2 separate regions of the Oryctolagus cuniculus genome follow, and region 2 is linked to region 1. The links are chromatin contacts, called in public Hi-C maps. All regions are on one chromosome and are shown on one strand. Each heading gives the region's core, a stretch centred on a gene start, on an enhancer-like site or on the middle of the called end of the contact. The rest is flanking DNA. Distances are from core to core; before and after follow the strand shown.

Evidence for each region. Hi-C and Micro-C count contacts between places; a contact is called where the count stands out from the background.
Region 2: a Hi-C map of an unstated tissue shows a contact between it and region 1, with 4 times the contacts expected there. The contact joins two enhancer-like sites. A contact is called at or near these places in 2 of 6 Hi-C or Micro-C datasets (ear pinna and an unstated tissue).

Annotation. Positions count from the first base shown.
Region 1 is chr6:155,848,176-155,851,085 of mOryCun1.1, reverse strand. The region is part of intron 5 of ASAP1 (ArfGAP with SH3 domain, ankyrin repeat and PH domain 1); the gene reads left to right. Among named protein-coding and RNA genes, the nearest start is that of CYRIB, 150 kb to the right of the region's middle. Within about 2 kb of position 1,460, at least 1 of the 8 cell types and tissues checked has an H3K27ac peak or open chromatin away from gene starts, as enhancers often do.
Region 2 is chr6:156,158,748-156,161,657 of mOryCun1.1, reverse strand. No RefSeq gene overlaps it. Among named protein-coding and RNA genes, the nearest start is that of ASAP1, 59 kb to the right of the region's middle. Within about 2 kb of position 1,402, at least 2 of the 8 cell types and tissues checked have an H3K27ac peak or open chromatin away from gene starts, as enhancers often do.

The sequences.
Region 1 (2,910 bases), core at 211-2,710:
TTCATTAACCATGAAAGGAAACTGACTATCAACGAGAGTGGTTGGCACTGGAATACTTTATGGCATTCTTGACATATGTTTATCCATACCTCTTCTGCAAAAAAAAGAACAGCTGGTCTTGCTCATAGAGCTTTCAGGAAGGTAAAGTTCATTATTTTATTTTTAAAATGTTTTTTATATGAGAGGGAGAGACAAGAGTGCTCCCATCCACTGGCCTGCTCCCCAAATGTCTGCCAACAGCTGGGGCTAATCCAGCCTGAAGCTGGGACCTGGAAACTCAATCCAGGTAGCTCTTAATGGCAGAGTCCAATTATTGGAGCCATCACTGCTGCCTACAGGGTCTGCTCCAGCAAGAGGTTAGACTCAGGAGCTAGAGTTCAGAACTGAAACCCAGACACTCTTGATATGCTACACAGGCATCTTAACCAGCCTCTTAATGGGTAGACCAAATGCTTGTCCCATTATTTTTATTCTTATGGTTACTATTGCTTATATGTGTAATAATAGTTTGCATTTTAAAAAATATTTATTTATTTGAAAATCAAGATTTACAGAAAGAGGCAAGAGACAGAGATCTTCCACCTGGTTCATTCCCTGGGTTGCTGCAACAGCCAGCACTAGGCCAGGCTGAAACCAGGAGCCAGGAGCTTCTTCCAGGTCTCACATGTGGATAGCAAGGGCCCAAGGCACTTGGGCTGTCTTCCACTGCCTTCCCAGGCAGGAAGCTGGATCAGAAGTGGAGCAGCCAGGACATGAACTAGCACTCATATGGGATGCCAGTGTCACAGGCAGCAGCTTTACTATACCACGATGCCAGCCCCAATAGCTTACGTTTATATTGTGCTAAATATATTCAAGACACTGTCTTAGGCACCTCCATGCTGTACTGGTTAGGATAGACAAGAATGTGCTTCAGTAAAATATTAATGCTCAAATCTCTGTGGCTTTACATGGTCGAGGTTTATTTCCTCTTTGTATTAGGGAGAAGATCTGTTCCACATAGTAATGACAGCAACCTCAGTTCTTGTCTCACCTAGAAGAAGAATTTCCACACAGACGGGGATGGTGAGCAAGGCAAGATTTATTGAAAGTGAGGAACTTCCTGCAGCAGCAGTCAGGAGAGGAGCTCCAAGGGAGGAGTTGCCAAAGAAGCTTGCCAGTGTCTGCACTTTGTAAACATGAAATATCTGTCTGATTGGCCCCTTTCTGAAAACCAAACCTATATTTAACCAATCAGGAGAGGAGCAGAACAACAGCTAATCAGAAGGTGGGGATTACAATCCTGTCTAGCGTTGGTAACGCTAAGTGCCGTTAACTAACCTAACTGCCCGTTAGCCCATGTAACTCCTCACTTCCTCATCTCTTTCTGTTAACAGTGGCTCAGACACTTAAGCAGAGCAGATGGAGGCTTCTCCTTCTCAGTGGGGTTTTCCATAGCAGGGCAAGAGAGAGACCAGACAGTCACATGAAGACTTCTCACAGCTTCCCCAGAGGTTTTAGTTCATTGGTTTGAACTGTGTTGTGGCTCCACCTATGAGAGGAATTGTAGTGTTTGGGGAGAATTACTGTTCCTCCCTCATCCATATATGGCCTCCTTTACTTCTCACATCAGTCCTACTGGGTAATAACCATCATGTCCTTAGTTAACAGCTGAGGGAACTAGATCACAGAGTGTTAAGTAGCTACCAGAACCAACACATACGCCTCCTGAGAGGTAGAGACATTTTTCTATGGACATACTATGAATTTACTTTTAAGTTAGCTTAAATTAAAAGAGCAGCAAATAAAACAATGGCAAAGGTTTTACAGGCATAAGACAAACACTGTTGTAAGATCATCATTCACAGCCCTCTGTCCACGTGCTCTTCCTCCCAGAAGCCTACGGAACCCTAGGCCCAGATCTGGAGGTGGTTGTGAAAAGCAGTTGCAGGCTCTTTCCTTGACTCAGAGAATCTGGGAAACCCTCCCCCACTCCTTTGACCCCTTCCACTCGTCTTTGATTTACCATTTTTCATCCAGATTGTCCCATTCTGCCTAGCTGTTTCATACAAAATATTAGGTCTTGAATCGTTTTGACATTCTTCAGTATCACGTTGCCTCTGAGTCTCTGCTCACCTCCACGTGCTGGGGCCCTTAAGGCCAAGTGACCCCTTCCAGACCCAGACGGTTGGGAAGTCCTGCAGCCCAGCTGGGGCGCCTACTTCTGCTCTGACGTCAGCCAGTGCCAGGAACATAGATTGTACAAGCCACTTCGGTTCTTTCATCTGTGAACACCCTGCACAACAGTTGTCATGTCCTATGGGTCTGGTTCTTTCCTGCCTGGGAACAAGGGTATCGAAGTGTGAGACTGAAACTGTAATCCCATGCCTTGCTCTTTGATAAGAGTTTTGGGTTGAGAAGCACTGCATATTTCCCAGGGGGTTTTACAGTACACATGGGTCTGTTAAATTATTGGAGACATCCTGTAATAAAGATGCCTGACCAATTCAATGCTTTCTAACTTATTTCAACACAGACTTTCCTGTTGTATAAGAAACATTAACTTTCCGTGAAACCACTTTGAGAAATGTGATCTAGATGTTTTGCTGGATTGAGTGATCCATTTCATTTACTGTCTCTTTGTTCAACTTTATTGCAGTTCAGTTTTGCCCTTTTAGCATTTATTTCTAACTATATTTCAATATATAATTTCTAATGTTTTTCAAAGATGTATTTTATTTATTTGAAAGAGACAGTTACCAAAATAGACACACACACACACACACACACACACACAGAGGTCTTCCATCTGCTGGTTCACTCCCCAGATGGCTACAAAGGCTGGAGCTATGCTGATCCAAAACCAGGAGCCAGGAGCTTCTTCCAGGCCTCCCATGCAGGTGCAGGAGCCCAAGCGCTTGGGCCATCCTC
Region 2 (2,910 bases), core at 153-2,652, 310 kb before region 1:
CACAATCCTGCTTGTCAGAACGTTGGCATCAACTCAGTGGCGAGATGTCTTCTTTTTAAAATGTCTTTGTGCCCTGGTCCCCAGATATCATCTCCTTTCCCCCCACCTCCCCTTTTCCCTGGTTTTCACAAAACACCATTTGTGGGAGTCGGTCTCCCAACCCTGGCACCGAGCCACAAAGTGAAGTAATTGCGCAATTAGAACTTAATTGCTGGATTTAATTTCGATTATTTTTTTCTTTACAACTCAATTGTTAAAAATGTGCCATCCTCGCCTTCGAATGTCTGATGAGTTCCTTGTGTCTGCCCCGGGAAGGGGCGGGCTAGTCGTTAGGGGGAGGAGGGGGAGAAGCAAAAACAGCAGGGGCGGGGAGGGAGGGGGCGGGGATTCTGCATATCAAGTGGGATTTAGGAAGCCAACCTTCCCTGTGAGAGCCAGCTGGGAGGGAGACTTCACTCCTGGATTTGGTAGCACAGGATTTTTCCCATGAATTCTACATTTAAAGTGACCCCTGATCTTGACAGATGTGTGCCCTATCACTGCAGCACTGCTGTTCCCTGAGGACACACTGTGCGCCAGCAAGGCACGGGACATCGCTGATCTAAATCCTCAAAACAACCCCACCACCAGGGGGCAGCTCTCCATCTTTCCTCACGGGGCAGGGGGGGGGGGGGTAGGAGGTTCAGCAAGTTTGCCAAGGTCACACAGCTAATCGGTGTTAGAACAGAATGAAGGCAGGAGCTGACTCTGTGTCTTCCTCGTTGTTTCCCTTGTTGTTTTAACAGCCTTACATACCTAAAACGCCCCCACTGGAGCGACACTAGTCTATGACTTCCAGGAAATGTGTAGGTGGGCAACCACCATCACAATCCAGTTTTTAACCAGGTCCGTCACCGCAGGCTTCCCAGGTATTAATTCCCACTTCCAGTCTCAGCCCTAAGCACCCGCTGATCTGCTGTCTGACCGTGAGGAATTGCACACAGTGGTCGTCTTTTCGCCTCCAGCAGCCCTCACTGAGAACTGTATTTTTGCTGTTCATCCAGGTCATGGCACATATCAATAGTTCATCTGCTTTTATTGTTGGATAGTATCCCGTTGGAAGGAGAGATGGCATTTTTCTTCCTCGTGTTCCAGCTGATGGGCACTTGGGTTGTTTTCAGTGTGGGGAGCAGCTGCCCTTGTTTTTTTGTTGTTGTTTGTTTGTTTTGTTTGTTTGTTTGTTTGTTTTCACCTGCCTCTCTCCAGCAGGCTTAGTGCAATGGCAGCTCCCGGAAAGGTGGTGGTGTGAGTCCAGCTGGGAAAGAAAGACTGGGCTCCCTCCCTGCCTCTTCTGCTTAGAGCGATCCCAGCCCCCACCCACAACCCCACTCGATGCTACACCCCCGGGCTGTGCTCAGCTACTCAGCAGCAGCTGCTGCCAACGCTTCCCACGCTGGCCCTGGAGAGCAGGACGAGCTTTCAGCCCCACAGCTCCCTGTCTTCCCCAGCTCTTCTGAGGAGTAATGGTGGGTGGGCGGTGCCACACTCCTGCCTCATCCTCCCTGCAACACACACCACTGATGGACACCTCTCCTAGCAGCAGGAACTCGGCTGTCGCTGATAGCTCTCCTGCCTACTGAATGGAACTGTAGCCCCGGCCATCCACATAACTCCAGGCGGGTTCTAACAGGACACCGGCTGCCCCACCCCTTTGTCTCGGCCTTAAGAACAGCACAGAGGGGCTGGCGCTGTGGCACAGCGGGTAAAACCGCCGCCTGCAGTGCTGGCATCCCATATGGTGCTGGTTCAAGTCCTGGCTGCTCCACTTCTGATCCAGCTCTCTGCTATGGCCTAGGAAAGCAGTAGAAGATGGCCCAAGTCCTTGGGCCCCTGCACCTGTGTGGGAGACCCAGAAGAAGCTCCTGGCTTCGGATTAGCGCACCTCCAGCCGTTACAGATACTTGGGGAGTGAACCAGTAGATGGAAGAACCTCTCTCTCTCTCTGCCTCTCTGTAACTCTGCTTTTCAAGTAAATAAATAAAACTTAAAAAAAAAAAAAAAAAAAAGCGGGGCCAGCACCATGGCGCACTAGGTTAATCCTTCGCCTGCGGCATCGGCAGCCCATATGAGCGCCGATTTTAGTCCTGGTTGCTCCTCTTCCAGGCCAGCTCTCTGCTGTGGCCCAGGAGGGCAGTGGAGGATGGCCCAGGTGCTTGGGCCCCTGCACCTGCATAGGAGACCAGGAAGAGGCACCTGGCTCCTGGCTTCTGATCGGCTTAGCTCCAGCCATTGCGGCCATTTGGGGGTGAACCATCAGATGGTTGTGTCTCTCTCTCACTATCTATAACTCTGCCTGTCAAATAAATAAAAAATCTTAAAAAAAAAAAAAAGCACAGCGACAGAGCGTGAACTTCGAGTTTAGCCTACATGGTTATAAACCCCAGCTTCTCCATGTGAGCCCTCCCAGAGCCTCACTCCGTTCCCTCTCTCAAAGTGAGAATAACAGCCGCAGCATCAGGATGATATAGCAATTCAAGGATGCAGGTGAAGGGCTAACCCAGCGGGCATCAGATGGAAAGCATTTAACCAGTGTTGAGTTGCAGACAGGAATGTGGTCCTAAAACCTGATTCAGGAGGGTGTCTTGGAGACCATCTCATTTCTCCAGTTCTACTCACACTTTAACTCCTTTGTCTCTCTCTCTCTCTCTTTTTTTTTTTTTTTTTTGGCAGGCAGAGTGGATAGTGAGAGAGAGAGAGAGACAGAGAGAAAGGTCTTCCTTTGCCGTTGGTTCACCCTCCAATGGCCGCCGCAGCCAGCGCGCTGCGGCCGGCGCACCGCGCTGATCCGATGGCAGGAGCCAGGTGCTTCTCCTGGTCTCCCATGGGGTGCAGGGCCCAAGCACCTGGGCCATCCTCCACTGCACTCCCTGG